2 separate regions of the Zea mays genome follow, and region 2 is linked to region 1. A link is a contact called in public Hi-C data. All regions are on one chromosome and are shown on one strand. Each heading gives the region's core, a stretch centred on a gene start, on an enhancer-like site or on the middle of the called end of the contact. The rest is flanking DNA. Distances are from core to core; before and after follow the strand shown. Region 1 overlaps LOC100285517. Region 2 has its middle 20 kb from the start of LOC103641656.

What was found. Hi-C and Micro-C count contacts between places; a contact is called where the count stands out from the background.
Region 2: a contact with region 1 is called in a Hi-C map of ear, with 2.8 times the contacts expected there. The contact joins two enhancer-like sites. A contact is called at or near these places in 2 of 25 Hi-C or Micro-C datasets (ear and tassel).

The regions. Positions count from the first base shown.
Region 1 is chr10:119,642,700-119,647,235 of Zm-B73-REFERENCE-NAM-5.0, reverse strand. It overlaps LOC100285517, which reads right to left. Exons shown (of 11, transcript NM_001279566.2): 8 at 4,433-4,536; 9 at 4,290-4,348; 10 at 3,997-4,207; 11 at 3,450-3,870. The coding sequence ends at 3,811. Among protein-coding and RNA genes, the nearest start is that of LOC100285517, 8.0 kb to the right of the region's middle. Within about 2 kb of position 2,420, at least 3 of the 20 cell types and tissues checked have an H3K27ac peak or open chromatin away from gene starts, as enhancers often do. A contact at or near this core is called in ear, where this site is marked.
Region 2 is chr10:120,067,598-120,072,133 of Zm-B73-REFERENCE-NAM-5.0, reverse strand. No RefSeq gene overlaps it. Among protein-coding and RNA genes, the nearest start is that of LOC103641656, 20 kb to the left of the region's middle. Within about 2 kb of position 2,268, at least 20 of the 20 cell types and tissues checked have an H3K27ac peak or open chromatin away from gene starts, as enhancers often do. A contact at or near this core is called in ear, where this site is marked.

The sequences.
Region 1 (4,536 bases), core at 1,171-3,670:
GTTACAACGACTCTAGTGTTGGGTGCAAAAGATCTCATCTCAACTTGGACGATTATTATAGTTACACGCCACAGAAAAGTGTAGGCACACCACACTCTATTGGCTATGATAGGACAAGAGCACAATATAAGGGGAAGAGACCCGCAATAAGTAACATCGAGTCTCTGGTTACGAAGAAAAGAATGCTAAAGAAGTTGTAGAAGACTAGACATGATTGCTCAACTAAATTGTTTGAGCAATTCTAATAAATTGTTGAACCATTCCACCATCGATATAAACAAAGGCATGAAAAAGACAAACAAGTTAACCTTAAAACAATATTATAAACAACTGAAATTAGATGAGGAAGAAGCGGAAGAGGAAGTGTATCATTTATTTTTATAGATTACGTAAGTTATATTTTTAAGTTTTTACATTTTAATCATTTTATAAATTATGTACCCGATACTCGGTTTAATTTATATTTCAATAAAACATTGTGTTTTTATTTTAAAAGTATATGAAAAAGGTTGTTGTATTTAGGTTCCTCAGTTGTTCTCTTGAATGGTGTCTTCGGAAAGAGTTTTAAATGCAAGAGAGGGGTTCGGAAGGGTGATCCTCTCTCACACATTTTATTTGTCATAACTGCTGACCTTCTTCGGTGCATCGTCAATAGAGCAGCTTCTGTTGGCGTGTTCTCGGCCCCTATTTCAACCAACAGTTTATCGAATTTCCCAATCATTTAATATGCAGATGACACCTTAATTATCATGAAGGCTTCCCAAAGGGATTTTTTGCCTAAAAGGAATTCTTCATTCCTTTTCAGCTTCCACTGGGCTTAAGATAAACTTTGATAAATCTTGTCTCCTGCCCATCAAATTGGATCATCAAAAAGCAGTTCACTTGGCAGCAATTTTTGGTTGTCAGATTGGAACTTTTCCTTTCACCTATCTAGGTCTCCCGCTAGGAATCACTAAGCCAAGGGTTAAAGATTACCTCCCTCTCATCAACAAAATCAAAAGAAGACTGAATTCAACCAGTCTTTGGCTCTCCTTGGTAGGAAGACTAACTCTGATAAATTCCACCTTCTCGGCTATGCCAATCTTTGCTATGTGCACTCTCAAGTTGTCGGTTGCTGCTATTAAGACCATTGATCGAATTAGAAGATATCTTTGGAAAGGGAACAATGATGATGTTCATGGCAATCCTCTCATCTCTTGGGACAAGGTCACTTGTCCAAAAAACAAAGGAGGCATGGGTGTTCTCAATCTGAGAATTCAGAACTTGGCCCTTCTAATAAAGTTTGTTCACAAGTTTTATAACAGATTGGACACCCCTAGGTTAATTTGGTGTGAGATTCCTACTATTCTTCGGGTTGGATCCTTCACTGCTCCCCTGAAAAAGGGTCCTTCTGGTGGAAAGACGTTACCAAATTATTCATATACCTCAGAGGCTATGACATGCCTCGTGTGGGAGATGGAAGCACTATTCTTTTATGACAGGATTCCCCCATGACGACTTTCCCTTGTCTCTACTCCTTCGCAAAAAATAAGGAATCCTCAATGTAGTCCTTCCTCAGCAATATGTCCATGGAAGATACTTTTCATACTCCTTTGTCCGTGCAGGCTGAACAGGAATACAATATCTTTTCAGAGACCATTGATCAAATGTTGGCATTCAGGGAAGAGATGGATAGATGGATTTACCTTTGGGGAAATAGCAACTTCAGTTCCTCGAAATTCTACAATCTCAGCTTTGCTTCCATTAACCCTCCCCACCGTTTATGTGAATTTGGGAGTGCAAAGTCTGCAAAAAGATCAAAAATTTTATCTAGCTTGTCTTCAGAGACATAATTAATTCAAAGAATCTGCTCAAGAGAAAAGGCCTTCCGAATACAGCTAGCAATCTATACCGTGTCCATTGTGACTCCAACTGCGAAGAGACGACCTTCCATCTTATGTTCGAGTGCCCCTTCAGCTCAAATTGGTGGCGTCACATGGGCATCTAGTCAGTGGCGGATCCAAAAATAGTCTAAAGGAGGGGCTACTAAGACAAGCTTAATTTTTTATTCTAAGTATTATGTTAAAACCATCTTCTTTTTGATGAAAAACTTATCCATTCTATCTCTATAATCATTAATTTTATTAACTAACCTAGTAAATAATTGATGAAACAATATTAATTAAAATTTTGAAAAAAACTAACGTATAGTTTTTGGCCTGCTGCAAATGTGCCGGTATCCTGTGCGCTACTCTTGTGCCTGGTGGTTCAGTGTCCAATAGTTCTTGTCTGCGTCTGCTAAGGAGTACACTATGTAGGCTGGATGCTAAACAACGGTTCTGGCTTGCTAGTTGCTAGTGCACTTCTTTTAGGCTGCTAGCTGCTGCATGCTAGGTTACTGGTGTGAGATGTTATTGTAGCACAGACAGGACGGCTAGCGCGCTGTTGCTGCATGCTAGTGTAGTGCGGAGATGGGGCTGTGACCGGGGCTGCAGTCCGGACAGCCACGGGCTGAATCCGCCACTAGTGGAATTTTGAGCTCACTTCTTCGGTATGTTTGATGACACGAATAATGTTTGATGACCTCACTTCTTCCATCATCCCTTCTCCTTGGAGGATTTGTTTCAATGAGCAGATGTTTAGTTTAGCCCTTCTTTTAAGCTTATTGTAGCCCTATGGCTAAACTCTAGAGGACTGATCCTCCCTTCCCCCTCCCTTTTTTATTTGCTTCGTTGTTCTATCCTTTTAAATTAGGAACAATTGGATCTATACCATTAAAAGATCTAAACTTTAGATATATACCATGGACCCCACATGTCATTAACTCATGTGGACCCACATGTAAGTGAGATAGTAATGGTATGGATCCAAAGTGGTGATCTTTTAATGGTATGGATCCAAATTTCCCTTTAAATTAATAAAATTTTACTGTATGGGCCTCCTCTACGGTATTTTAAAAAAAAATACATTGATGTAGGTGTAGGTTGACTATAAATACTATATAATGAAACACCGTGGTAGATAAAAACTAATTATCAACATCTATAGCTGCTGTGGTGATTGATATAGACCTGAAGGATGGAATCTAGCTTCTGTACCCAAATTAAGCTCAAGTAACTAGGTAGATGCATAGGATTGTCGTTGCCAGTTATAGGAGACAAATTAACACAGCAAAGTATACTTAACGTGCTGTTACTTGAATATATACCGGTCATTTGAATGTACTAGAACTAATAGTTAGTTACTAAAATTAGCTAAATATATCTAAATGGTCTAACTAATAATTCAGTTATTAGTTACTTTTAGCAAATTAGCTAATAGTTATCTAGCTATTTATTAACTAGCTAATTCTACTAATATTTTTAGCCAACTACCTATCAGCGCTAGTACATTTAAACACCACCCCTAGTACTCGAGTAGCTAAACGTCAGTGTCGTTCCAAAAAAAACGAAGCACGGTGCCAAGGTTTAACTGTACAATACGAAAATACATACAGACTAAAAAGTTCGCAACGATAGACTGCTTGTTTCTATAATAATACAGACCCACATTACTTCAGGAGGGTAGCTCTACTTTTTTTGATAGTGAGTTTCCTCCCACACCATTTTCAAGCACCAACAATAATAAAACCTGTTTCCAGGTATCAACAAACATAATGTCATACAACAGCATGCGACCAACCGAAAAGTGTAAACAAAACAACACTGTATTTACACATTTGCTCTAGCAAGGGATCTGAGAGGGAAGGAGATCGTTGGCCATCATCATTTTAACCTGTAACATGACCACCCATCATCTCATTCTCCAATGGCCATCGTCGTCATGAAGAGCTCACCCAGGGACGTAGTAGTCCATCTTCTCCACGGGGAGGTTTAACACCGAAGTATCAGCCTGAATAATTTACTCACTTTAGTTAATTAATCATACTACGCTCGGCATAAAAATTTGAACTACAAGTTGCAGTTAACCATCCCTCCAACACGGTTGGCCACAGCGAACTAGACAAAAATAATGTACCTCCTCAAACGGAACAAACACAAAGGGTGACAAACCCCTGCTGTGGGAAACGGCAGGCACATCCGGGTCATGCGTCTCATCCTCCTCCCAGCCCTCAACGAGTTCTAGTATGCTTCCTTTCCAGTTTTGCAGCTCAGTTGCATTCACTCCGGTGGTTAGAATCTTCAGTACATCCAACCTGTTATTTGCACCAACTGTGGTGCCCCTAAGCCTGCAGAATGTTGGCACAAATTTCAGAGGCTAGGTACCGGCAAAAATCATCAAAACCCGGGCAACAATTTCATACAAAATACCTAAGGTGCATCCTGACAAGCGTGTACCGATGCCCTGGGTACAGGAGAGCCATTTCTATCTGCATGCCACAAAGAGTAGCTCATATTAGGAAGAATGTGAAAGGCAACTGAAGAAAGAATAAGTCAGCCTGCTGGACTCTCACCTGGCCATCCTCTGACAGCACGTAGTCACCTTTAAATACACAATCAGCCTTTGATGCCCGGAAATGCATGCACTTAACAGCGTCTTTAACTTTATCTGGAGAGA
Region 2 (4,536 bases), core at 1,019-3,518, 430 kb before region 1:
TTCTTTTTGAGGGACTGTAAACACTCCTTGGTCAGCCTTGGCTGCCATCTCATGACTTATAACACTTGTATACGTACGCATACTCACTGCGGTGTCCTATTATTTATCAATTTGGATAATGTTCGAGCCAAACTTATAAAGTTCCGACCACAAATAACTGTTTTGTTATTTAGTGTCACACCCGGCTTTAAGGAACAAAGCCAGGTGCATCTCATACATGCGCCAAGAAGACAACATATATAATAACTGAGTGTATAGAGATAAATGTCACAATAATCAGAGTATTTATTACATAGCGGAAGACTTACAAAAATAAAAGATAAATATAACACGAACTAAGGATCGTCGGCACCAATGTCAACTGAGAAACACCACCTAGATTGAATTGAACTCCTCGATACGTGGCTCCTCCTGAACCACCTGTTCTTCTCCTGTGGGGGGTGTGAGACAGTAAGGGTGAGCTCACACATGTTCATCGCTCAACAAGTTGTGGGGAATAATGTGGCATGAACTTACCAAAGGTGAGAGTTCATATGATGTGTAAGGCTAATCAATGACAGGGGTTAAAGCTGAGCATTGCTTTTAATAAGTTGGTCAAAATTTTATTAGCAATTACTAAGTGTAAGTAAATACCAAACCTTAAATAAAGTAATAGAACAAAATTAATAAATAATCCTATGCGTATGCAAATGACAAATTGAGTTATGTTCCATAATTTAATCATCGGAGAGTCCTGAGCTGCTCATGACCGCGAGCTCGGCTAGTATATCAGTTTTACACTCTGCAGAGGTTGTACCCTTTACCCACAAGTCGTGTTTCCCATGTCGCCAGGGTTAGCTAGGCCCTTAGACACTACCAAGGTGAATGACTAGGGATCCACTACGAGGCCTTTACAAAGTTCCACTAGCTTCCGAAAACCCGCTACAGTTATGGGAAAAGCACTTGCAAGAATCCCCCGTCTGACCGCCATCGCAGCAAATCAACCCGAGAACCTCCTTGCATGCAACTCCCCTACTGCCCTTGCCCCTTTCGGGTAAGGTAGTCTTCCACTAGCTTTCCTAATTAGTTAGCCAAGGGGTCCCATTCCTCCCTTGTGGTGGCACGTGTTTCTCAAGTTAAGCTCCATGTTCCAATTAACAATAATATAATGATCTTGACATGAACATAAATAGAATAACAAAATAACTAGAACATGGATATAAGAAATGATTATCCCAAAACCATATAAAGCAATAGCAAACACTACCCATGTGATTCAGGGGTAAACAAGGTAATGAGATAAACAATCTAGGGTGACCTATCGGGTCCCATCAAAATTAAACCTATGCATGGTAAATGATTATAAAGAACATTATTGGGTAACAAAAGTGAATCAAGGGCACAACTTGCCTGGCACTTAAGATTTCCAGTTATCAGGGTGATTCTTCAGATCCTCGTGACCTCACTGCTAGTCGTAGCAATACAAACAAACATGGTATAGACAAAATTAACATCACACTAAACATAAGAACAAACTTCATAATAATGATCTACGCGTTGCTACGAGATCATGAGTTCAAGAATCACTAAATTCGGAGTTACGGTTATAAAGTTATGACTTTTCGAACTTTTAGATAACCAAACAGTTTAAAAGTATATTCTATGTTAATTAACATAAATCATATGAGAAGAATATTCTAAATAAATACACGATACAATTATAATCTAAGTTATAACTGGAGTAGAAGTCATAACTTAATCAAATTGTAATTACAGCCGGATTGATTTTGACTAGAACGATTAATCAGCTAACCTAAGTTAAATAAATATCCAATTATAAAAGTATGTTAAATGATAAAAATACTATTTTTTAAAATATGTAGACAATTTTAGTACGAATCTAACAAAACTTGAACGAATCAAAATAGAGTTAAAATGGATGAGATATGCATTAAACAAGTTTCTAGGTATTTTAATAAAAATGACTTTATGGATTTATTTTCTGTGTGGGATGACATGTTACGTTGTTTAGGAGTATGGTGTTGAATCTATAAATTTCAGGACCCATTTGCTTTGATTTCATAACTGATATGGACTATGGGTTAAATCCCTAGAAAACACGGGGTCTATTTTGAACTTGTCACGACAACCTAATATGTGAGACCAGAGCCACACAATTCTAGATCAAGGGCCCAGATCACCCGCGAATGGATCGAATCTCACCCACACGCCATAGATCTAACGGGCCCGAACGTCACCGCGAACGGGTCACACGGTCTTCAATCCCAGCCGTCCATCTGATCGAAGATCTGCGGTCAGGATTCAATGCCGCGAATGGATATCCTCCCCTCCAATCGCATCCGTCCGCTAAGATCAGACGGCCGAACGACCTTGCCCCCATTCTCTAGCCAACCCGACGGCCTCACTGCCAGACCCCACGGCGGAGGCCATTACCGGCCATAGCGTTCCCGCGACCCGAGATCCCCACTTGCCGACCGACTAGCGCAAATCGAATCGGGGGACTTAGCGAATCTAAAGAAGTAATTCTCACCGAGATCGGAGCAGTGGGATTCCCTGCCCATGGTGAGACGCGGCCTTGAAGATCCGACGAGCAGTTCGTCGCGCGCCCCTGCACCGTTTTGTCCGCGGAGAACCGGAGAAGAAACTTGGTGTCGTGGTGAAGCTCACCGGGTCGAGCTCGTGCTCCGAACAGCAACAGAGATTTGGACCCATGGCGGCGGCGCGGACTCCGCAGCTGCTGGTGGCTCCACGCACGGGGAATCCACCGCCTAGGCGATGCGACACACGGAGATCCTAGGCCACCAGCGAACCCTCCATGTGACTCGACGACCAAACTCTCTCTCCCCTCGGTTCTCTCCCTCGGCGTATGCAAAACGGCGGCTCTAACAAAGGAATGTGGCGCCGTTCCAGCTGCGGTGAGCCAGCGAGCGAAGCAGGCAGGGCGTAGAGAGTCGCTCCATGGACAGCGAGACGCGACCGCGACAAGGCGTGCGGTCCCGCCATTCTACTCTATGCCCAGCATCCTCGTCCGCACGATGCACTGGTTCGTGATTGGCAAGCAGCAGCGGGGCAAGGCGTGGCAGTGAGTGCGCGAAGGAGTCGGTGAAGGGGAGCGCCGCTTCGAAAACTGACGAAAGAGAAGGTGCGGGATACTGACGCCGTGGTTGCGGGGAGAAATTTGCTATTATGGATGTCCTTATATGCGGCTTCGACGATTTGGAGGCATAGACGAAGGATTAGCTGATATGGAAAAGCAGGGAATAGACCACTCGCCAAAACGAACAAGAACACTTCATTACTTGGTAACTTCTCTGATTAAAGCAGTGAATCTCACGGCGTCTACGTCTCGTTTCCCTTCTCTCTGTCTCCTCTTTACCAGCAACCAGCAGCCGCCGTTCTTTTCTATCCCAGCGCAACCCTAGCCTTTTGATAAGATGTTGGATAAGATGTTGCGGCAGAAATCATCACGGCCGATGGTTGGGGAAGAATCTGAGGAGGTCCCACCCGTCGGTAGTACCCAACTTCAGAGCACGACACGATGGAGAAGCTGGTATTAGGGCCCCACATGTCGGTCGGCCAAGCACGCACACCAGGTGGCGAACGAGACTGATCAGTAGGTCCCGCGTGTCAACGAGTAGGAGCGCAAATGGGCTATTCTGGTTTCCCAACTGGGCCAAGCGGGAGCAAGGGAAGAAGTGAGCTGCACGTGGGGACTTCGACCCAAAATGAGGTTTTCTTTTCTCTTTTTTTATTTTCTTTATTTCCTTTCTTGATTCAAATTTAAATTAAATTAAAATTTAATTCAAACTTTTATGCCCCATCATTACAATTTATATTTGTGAAATTAGAGGTACTAATCCTGGAGATATTTATTTACATATATTATTTATTTATTCATATCCTTTATCTTTTTCGTTTCTCCCCTTTCTAGAATTCCCTTTAAATCTTAAATTCCCATTTAGGTATTAATATATTTCTCTTTATTTTATTTTTGTATTGCCACAAAATGCACACAAAATAAAGTCGAGCATGATGCACAATTTAGTGACTTATCTTTTATTATTTATTGGTTTTTTTAATATAGTGTTCACATGTGATGGTAAATAGATGCAATACACATATAAATAAAGGAATATATATATATATATATATATATATTTCTCTCTCCTTTTATAATATCACTTACAAATTGGATATTACATTTAGTTTTGAAACATAATATTTATCTGCATGTATTTGTCTGTAAAAGTAGTTTTTATAAAAGTATAGATATGTGTATTAAGAGTTTTATTTGTATTTTAACATAAATAAATATTGATCAAAGATATATATTTTGGAAACCGTGTCGTTGTCTCGAACGACAGATAATATGATGTCGACATTGGAGGGAGTAGAGAAGCTTCAAAAACACACTACACTCAATCCAAACATGTATATAGAACATCACTCGGGCGAGATTGGAGCACTCCTAGTGTGTTGCGTAGAGTTTATATGCATCTTGTGGCACTAGTTGGGTGAGTTGAGCTAGCCATACTC